Linked DNA regions of Mus musculus: all the other regions are linked to region 2. The links are chromatin contacts, called in public HiChIP or PLAC-seq and promoter capture Hi-C maps. All regions are on one chromosome and are shown on one strand. Each heading gives the region's core, a stretch centred on a gene start, on an enhancer-like site or on the middle of the called end of the contact. The rest is flanking DNA. Distances are from core to core; before and after follow the strand shown.

The links. Promoter capture Hi-C pulls out the DNA fragments that hold promoters and counts their contacts. HiChIP or PLAC-seq counts read pairs in DNA pulled down with a chosen protein or histone mark.
Region 1: a promoter capture Hi-C map of hippocampal neurons shows a contact between it and region 2, with 2.1 times the contacts expected there. The contact joins the promoter of Rasl11a here to the promoter of Flt1 in region 2. A contact is called at or near these places in 1 of 39 promoter capture datasets (hippocampal neurons) and 1 of 115 datasets of contacts at active chromatin or transcription factors (astrocytes).
Region 3: a contact with region 2 is called in an HNF4G HiChIP or PLAC-seq map of pancreatic cancer cells. The contact joins the promoter of Usp12 here to the promoter of Flt1 in region 2. A contact is called at or near these places in 1 of 115 datasets of contacts at active chromatin or transcription factors (pancreatic cancer cells) and 1 of 9 other capture datasets (adipose tissue).

What each region holds. Positions count from the first base shown.
Region 1 is chr5:146,843,639-146,846,338 of GRCm38.p6, reverse strand. It overlaps Rasl11a (RAS-like, family 11, member A), which reads right to left and starts at 1,268. Exons shown (of 4, transcript NM_026864.1): 1 at 999-1,268; 2 at 623-679; 3 at 420-499. The coding sequence starts at 1,122.
Region 2 is chr5:147,724,692-147,727,391 of GRCm38.p6, reverse strand. Flt1 (FMS-like tyrosine kinase 1) reads left to right here and starts at 1,381. Exons shown (of 30, transcript NM_010228.4): 1 at 1,381-1,721. The coding sequence starts at 1,658.
Region 3 is chr5:146,793,583-146,796,282 of GRCm38.p6, reverse strand. It overlaps Usp12 (ubiquitin specific peptidase 12), which reads left to right and starts at 1,327. Exons shown (of 9, transcript NM_011669.3): 1 at 1,327-1,668. The coding sequence starts at 1,621. 1700041I07Rik (a long non-coding RNA gene) reads right to left here and starts at 458. Exons shown (of 2, transcript XR_377208.4): 1 at 161-458.

The sequences.
Region 1 (2,700 bases), core at 19-2,518, 880 kb after region 2:
GGCTGTGGTTTTTAGATTGTCCCAGGATGTGCTCTGAAAGTGTCAATGCCCGCCCGCCTAGGCAGCTCGGGCACCAGTGGTCAGTCAGGGCTACTGCTGGGAGGGGGTGGCTCAGCCTGTAATCCCAACACTTGGGAGGCTGAGGCATCAAAGATTATAAGGAGTCCAAGCAAACCTGAACTACAAACCAGCCAGGGCTACACAGCAATCTTTAAAATAATTAACTAATTATAATTAGCATTTAAGAGGAAACTAGTTCTAATCAACCATTTCTTGCCACCTAGGAGGGCATCCAACATCCCAACCCTCAGCACACCTTGTGTGCCCACACCTACATATTGGGCATGCTGAGACATCTCACTGAGATCCTGGAGCCAAACACCTCAGCCTGCACCACATACCCTCCTGACAGTCCTTACCTGAATGCCTCCCGGAGTGTCCTGGATCTGTAGGGATAGCTGGTCCCCCTCCACATAGACGAGTCTCGAATACAGTTTGCCTGTACAACGAAGAGGAATTTGCATCTAAGTTCCCACGGCCCCATGAGCAAAATAAAGAGAGAGGGGTGGGGAGGGCAAAGAGATACAAGTACAAGAGCCAGGAAGCACGGAAACATTCTTGCCTGTGTTGGGTTCGTAGTCGCCGATGAATCTCTTGGTCAAGAAGCGCACAATCATTGCTGAAAAAATAAAGTAGGAAAATCAGCTGAAGAAGTGGGTCAAGCTGTTCCAAACTGGGCCCTCAAAGGAACAGCACGCGTCCCCCCAGGTTCCCGGGACAAAGCCCCGCCACCGCGGAGTGCCTTTCCCCGCGGAATGTGATGGACCGGACTAGAGCGACACTCAACAGGCACCAACCCCGTCCAGAGCTCAGAAATGGACCTCTGAAGCAACAGGCAGGGGTCTTCCTGCATCCCGGCATCCCGGCATCCCGGCATCCCTGCGGGTGAAGACCCTCCGCTGTCCCTGGGCGGCTTTGCGCGCCTTTGTCCCACTTACCGCTCTTGCCCACACAACCCGCTCCCAGCACGGCCAGCTTGATGTCCTTGGGCAGGAGGTAGTCAGAGGAGGACTCCGGGATGGGGGCCAGCAGAAAGTGCCCAGACATGGTGAGCGGCCGCATGGGCGCGTCCCGAGACCGCGTTGCACGAGAGCCGCCTGGATACGCGCGGACACAACAGCGCCGGGATGTGGCGCGGCCAGCGGTGCTGCCCAGGCTCTTGGATTTTAAAGAGCTCCGGGAGCGCGGTGGCTGCCTCTGGCGCCTCCTTTTCCCCGCCCCTTCCTGGAAGGGTGGGAGCAGCGCCCGAGCAGGGGACTGTCACCCGCGGGCGTGCGCTCCTCAAGGCTGCCTGACGCGCTCTGCCCGCCCAGCTGCGCGGGTTCCTCCCGGTGCAGCCCAGGGGAGGCCTTTGCTCAAATTGTATTTGCCGTGTCCTGGAGGCAGCCTCCAGTCTGGAGCACCAGCCTAGAGCATGAATCTGAGCCACCGAAAGAGCAAAAGTTTCAATTGGCTGGATGTTTCTAGGACAATGGGAAAGAGATCCCTTTTTGTGTCTTTGTCAAACAGTCCTAATGAGAACCCTGATTTTGATCTTCAGCATCCTGTACACTGAGTGTGGTGGCACACTGGCATGCTATCCTAGCGCTTAGCGGGTAGAGGCAGGAGGGTCAGAAGTTTAAGGTTATTCTTGGTCACATAGAGGGTTTGAGTTCAAGGCCAGTTTGGACTACGTAAAACCCGGTCTCAAATATAAACAACTAAAAAATTTAAAAGGGTCCTGAGGGGTGACATCACTGAGGAAATGGGTAGAGCCAGGGCAAGGTTCCTAATTAACTAATTGAGTATGAATCAAGGTAATTGCAGTCACTTCCCTGTGAACTCCCTTAGGGGGCAGTCATGCCCACAGCTCAGCATCCAAACACAGCCCCTTTCTGCTGTGAACAGATTTACTCAAATTCAATGAGCAACACACTTGGGGCCTGGACCTACCTTACTATTCAAAGATTTCCTGGTAGGTACATGGTGGAACTCAGGATAGGGCGTGGGGAGAAGGGCCCAGAAGATAAACATGGCCTTGTTCTTGGATGCCACCATGACAAGGCTGTGTTTTAGTCTCATCTGCCCAATTGTCTAGACAGTCCTACCCTCATTCTTTCCCTTTTTCCTTCTTAGTTTTATCAGGTAGCTTGAACGGCATGACAAATCACACAGAACTCAATGGCTCGCTCCAACAGACTTTTCTTTCAAAAGATTTATTTACTTTCATGGGTATTCTATCTGCATGTACACCTGCATGCCAGAAGTGGGCATCAGATCCCATTATAAATGGTTGTGAGCCATTATGTGGTTGCTGGGAATTGAACTCAGGACCTCTGGAAGAGCAGCCAGTGCTTTTAACAGCTGAGCCATCTCTTCAGCCCCCCTCCCTCCCCTTTTTCCCCAGACACTGCCCCCGATGCCACATACTCCTGTTCTTCCTAATCTATGCCAGGCTCTGACAAGCTTGATTGAGCTCTCTGAGGCCATAACTGAGAAGTTATGAGCCCTAGGGAAATAGGCTGAGTTGCTCCATCACCAACTCACTCAAGTTTGGCTCATTGGGGAGTTTGGCAAGGCTTGTCCCCAGAGTGGCAGAGCAGAGCCCCAAGACGGTGAGGGAAAGTAGACAAGACCTCTGGAGGCTGGGTGGCTCTAGGG
Region 2 (2,700 bases), core at 132-2,631:
AGGGCAGGAATACTGACCCTAGTGGAAGCTTGTAGAGAAATCAGAATTGGCTGGGGAAGTCCGCAGGTGAGCTTAGGCTCACAGCGGTCTTTCCCTTCTGCTAGACCATGAAGGAGAAAAGGAATCTCACTTGCCCTGGCTCAGAGGCTCCCGGTGCCCTAGTAGAGCTGCGGGTGGTGGTGGCCCAGACTCTCTTAGGAATGAGGCAACTCAGGTTGCGCAACCTTCCCTACCGGAGGTTTAGTCTAGTCCTTCAGGAAAAGCCTCTGGTCCCATTTAGGAGCCATTTTATCACGGGTATCTGGCAGGTTCTATTGAGGCTATTTTTCAAACCTGCAGTATTTACAGGGACAAGACTGGGCTGCTCCGGGGAGGCCGGGACGACTTCAGCCTTCCAGTTAATGGATGCATAATTGAGGAACAACGTGGAATTAGTGTCATCGTAAATGATCTAGTGTCTCAAGTTAATTTCACCCGTTTTTTGTTCCAAGAACATTCGAGTCAGTCATCTTGGCTAGCCGGCTTCCACCAAAAAGATTTGTTTTCCATCCAGCGTTTCAGACCTAGAGTTCAAGTTCTTGGCCCTTACAAGTTGCAGGAGCGTGTCTCACGCCTTGGCTTTTTTTTTTTTTTTTTTTTTTTTTTTTAAGGTAACATGTTATTCCTTGTTTTGCTTCTAGGAAGCAGAGGGTTGAGGAAATGGCTTGGGCGGGTGCATTAATGCAGCCGAAAAAGACACAGACTCCCTCCCTTGGGACCCGCGCGGCCCCGCGCTCTTTCCGAAGGTGCCTGGCAAGGCGTCCGGTTCCCTCGGACGCTCCGGGTCCAAGTGCCTTAAGCGGAGGGTCTCTGGCGCCTTCCTTCGCTGTCTGGCAACAGTCTGGCGGGGTCAGGGACCGGCGGGACCGCTCGGGAGAGGGCTCGACTGCGCCTCGTTCCTCGGTGCCAGGGACACCGTCGCGGGAGGCGCGGCCAGCTTCCCTAGGATAAGACTTCCCGCCCCGGGGGCAGGGCGGTGCACTTAGACGGTCCCCTCCTCAGTTTCGGGCGGTCACCAGAGCTGAGTAAGCTCGGTGGAGGGAGCTGGGTAAGGATTTCCTGAGAGCGATGGGCAGGAGGGGCTGGGGCAGCAGAGCACAGAGCAAGGACCCTGAACCTGCGAACCTGTCCGGCGACCCGCGCGCCTAGCGCCACCGCACGCGCGCTCTGGCCCCCGGGCTACCCGCCCTCGCCGGCCCCCGCCCCTCCGGGAGGAAGAAGAGGGTAGGTGGGGAGGCGGATGAGGGGTGGGGGACCCCTTGACGTCACTGGAAGGAGGTGCCGGGGTAGGAAGTGGGCTGGGGAAAGGTTATAAATCGCCCCCGCCCTCGGCTGCACTTCAGCGAGGTCCTTGAGAGGCTCGGAGCGCGGTGGCGGACACTCCCGGGAGGTAGTGCTAGTGGTGGTGGCTGCTGCTCGGAGCGGGCTCCGGGACTCAAGCGCAGCGGCTAGCGGACGCGGGACGGCGAGGATCCCCCCACACCACCCCCCTCGGCTGCAGGCGCGGAGAAGGGCTCTCGCGGCGCCAAGCAGAAGCAGGAGGGGACCGGCTCGAGCGGCTGCGCCGTCGGCCTCGGAGAGCGCGGGCACCGGGCCAACAGGCCGCGTCTTGCTCACCATGGTCAGCTGCTGGGACACCGCGGTCTTGCCTTACGCGCTGCTCGGGTGTCTGCTTCTCACAGGTGAGGCGCGCCAGGGACCATGAGTTGGAGTTCGGCGGGGATGGGCAGCCACGGGGTGGTCCGGGGGAAGCGAGCTCCGGCGGGAGCCGGGGACACTTGTAGCAGCGGGTACGCCTCGGGACACACGTCTTCCCCTCCACCCCCCAAGTGGGCGCCGCTGGAAGTTGGCATCACCGCTTAGACTCTCCTTAGCTCCACGCTGGGGTCAGAGCCAGAGTGCCTGCCGGGTGTAGCCGGAGCCGCTAGTCCCCTACCGGGTTCCCGGGTAGGCGCTCACTCCTTAGACTCTGGGAGTGCAGATCACCACACGGGTGGACCTTTCAGCATCCAGAGCCTGCTCCTAGGCTGCAGCAGAGTCCTCAAGGGCTAGTTGGAGCAAGCTAGATGTCAGAGAGGCTGCCCGGGGCTGGACAGAGGTGGGGTCGTTAGCGATGAGCTCGCTCCACCAGAGCAAAGGAGGACGAAATTGGGAGGGGTCCCGTGCCCGCGGCGAGCAGATGGAGCCCAGAGAAGGGCCAGCTCTGACTCCCGTACCCGCTTGGGTCCGTCCGGAGGAAGCTGGGGAACGCACAGTCTGCAGGGTTTCTTCCCAGCAGTTCGCGGAGCGCCGTCTCCCGGGTGGGGCCTCCGCGGTGTGGGGCGGGTGTGCGGTCCAGGTCCTCGGAGTGAGTGAGTGACCCAAAGCGACCCGGCAGCAAGTTTTGGAATTTTAAGCCCTACCTTTAGGTTATGAATCTAGAAGAAAAAACAAAAAAACAAAACCACCTGACAATTTAGACTGAAAGCTGTGGTTTAAGTAGTAGGTGAAGTTTGCGACCTCCTAAATCAGCGTTCTCTAGGATATGAAAAGCGCGGGGCGGGGGGGGGGGGGCGACCGATCAGGGGCCGGCAGATTTTAGGAGCATTTAATGTGGAGACCGTCGTCATCCAAGGGTCAAAAAGCTGGAGGGACCTCGGGAACTCTAACTCCAGGTCTGCA
Region 3 (2,700 bases), core at 78-2,577, 930 kb after region 2:
GGACAAGGACTCAAGTGATCCAGGCTGGTCTTGAACTCATTAAATAGCTGAGGATGACCTTACCATAGTAGGATTAGCACTTCAGCTGAGGATATGAAACCTCAGAACACCTACACAAACACTTCGCCAACTAAGCCATATGTCCAGCTCCCATCCTTACCTTTAAAATATAGATGTTGTACGACCATGCTCTATGCTTGTGGAGTCTAGAGTGGCGAGCAACGCGACAAACATTGCATAGATCTGAACTGGTGTAAACCAGAGTCCAAGCCCCTGCCGTGGTATCTACAGAAAAGCGGGAGGCCTAGCCACTACGAAGGTAGATACCTGGAGAATAAGCAGCTGCCAGAATACTTAGCTGTATTCAGTGGGTGTTCCCCTCCCCCAACGCTTACAATGGAATTGCTATGGAAACAGTATTCATGTACCAGAAATCTGTTTCTCGACTAAATTTTGTTCAAATTCTCGGTCTTTTGAATGCTTTGGACTATGAAGTGAGGCTTATCAGATTTTAGAGCTTTCGTCGGAATTTAGGCCCCAAGTTCCACAGACCCGGTGTGGTGGGGAGTTGGGTGGAAGGCAGAAAAGGTCCTACCCTCAGATCACCAATCAAAACAAATCACAGGCTTTTTAAAGTAGTAATTTATGAAGTTTTATGAATTTTCTGCCGGTAGAAAATAGGAAGCGTTCATCCACTAGCTAACACGGTCTATGTGCTCCTCACACATTGGCTTCGGCTTCTTACTTGGGACATACCACCCTGTTACAAATTCCAAGTTGGTATCCCACTGTTTTTCAGGATTGGCTCCCCTTCCTCTTCTCCCCCACTACTGCTAATTCATAGAGTTAAATCTTGTCTTTTTATCTAATTAGCCTTTTCTTAGGGAATTAGGCCCAGATGATTCACCCCAGAAAAACATCCAAGTGCTTGGGACTCTGGCGGGGTTGCCTTCCAACCCATCCAGTTTCCCAGATATGGTCTCCGTCTTCTGTTTCAACTGACTGTCAGTCGCTCTAAAGGCTGCTTGATGTCACAGACGCCGCAGAGCAAAGGCTCGATCCCCTAAAGACCCGCTCTTGCAAGCTAAGGTAGGTGCTTCACGTCGGCGCTAGGACCCATCTGCAGGAGGAACGCGGCACGGGTCTCGCCCCGCCCCAACGCGCACTGGGTGGAGCCGTCCTCCCCAAGCTCGCCCCCCCCCCGTGGGAGGGCGGGGCACCATGGGCGTGGCACAGCTGCGGTGGGCGTGGCGGCGCCGGAGGCGGGCGGGGCGGAAGGACGCTGCCCGGTCGTCGGGGCGGTAGGGCCTGCGCGGAGCTCTCTCCCCAGCGCGCTGGGCGGGGTGTGCTGTGAGCGGCTTCCCGGGCAGGCGCGGGCCCTGAGGCGGCGGCTGCGCCGTGCGCCGGGGCGGAGCCGGGGGCGGGCGGGCGGCCGGCGGGCGGGGGCTGGGCCGGAGGAAGCCTGAGCGCCCGCGGCGACGACGGCAGCGGCGGCCCAGCAGGCTAGAAGCGTGGGTCGGCGGCGGCTCCGGGTGCGGCCGCGGGCTGCGGAGCGAGCGGGCGGCCCGGCTCCCCGCGTCCCCCGCCCGCCGCGACTGTCTGGAAGATGGCGCCGGGCGGATGGAAATCCTAATGACAGTCTCCAAATTCGCCTCCATCTGTACCATGGTAGGTGCGGCGGCAGCGCGGCCCGGGGGGCCGGTCCCCGCCTTCGAGGCGCCGCCCGCGGGCCTGGTCGTGTGCGGGCGGACCGGGCGCGGGGCCGAGTGGCCGCGGGGAAGGCGTGCTGGACACGGCAGGCGGGGCCGGGACACTGGGGATAGGACCGACCGGGGCTCGGGGTTGGGTCCTGACCACGGGGTCGCAGTTGAGGACGGGGAGCTCTGGGTCTGGGCACCGGGGACTCGGGGACTGTGGCTGGGGACTAGGGCCTGGGGGCTCAGGGACGGGGTTGGGGGTAAGGGCTGCAGACTGGGGTTGGGGACTTGGGGACTCGAGGTGTGGACTGAGGTTGGAGGCTGGAGCCGGGACTTTAAACTGGGGACTGGTACCGGGAAGCGAGGGGATTGTGCCAGGGGAAGGGACGCGGCATTTCCTTGGGGCCCTGCGCGGGGCAGGGCGGGGGTCTGCGGCAGGAAGGAAGGGTCTCGATCCTACTGGAAGACGGAAGTCCTGGCGGAGTTCCTCCTCGGGTTAGGTGGAGCCCCAGGCCCTGGCTCGGGAAGGGGGCGTGTGAAGGTGGAAACTTTTAAGAGTGCTGTTGAAATGTTTTCTTATTTTCAACTCTCTGAAGCGATAGGAACTCTTGCGGCTTCCAACCTGTGTCCGTCCAGATGGCAGCCTTGTCTCTGGGAATCTGTGTTAATCTTGAAAAGCTGCATTCGCTTTCCTGTCATTTGTTTATTTTAATAGAGCAGACACCGCTGTGTGGGGTTGAAGTACACAGATTCCCCCGAAAAAAACGAAACGCGCGCGGGTGGGTTCCAAACGTGTTTTTGTGCATTGCCAGAAGCACCACGGCTTCCCACGTGATAAAGCAAATCCATTACCTCCTTTATGAACTTCGCCGTAGAGATTGTGATTTATGAATCAATGAAAAAAGTTACTCTTTGCAGTGTGGGTCTGGAGTTATTTACCAAAGACCTGCACCTGCTTCATCTCCGTTTTTGTGTTCTGGGTTGTATCTAGGAGATTCTCCAA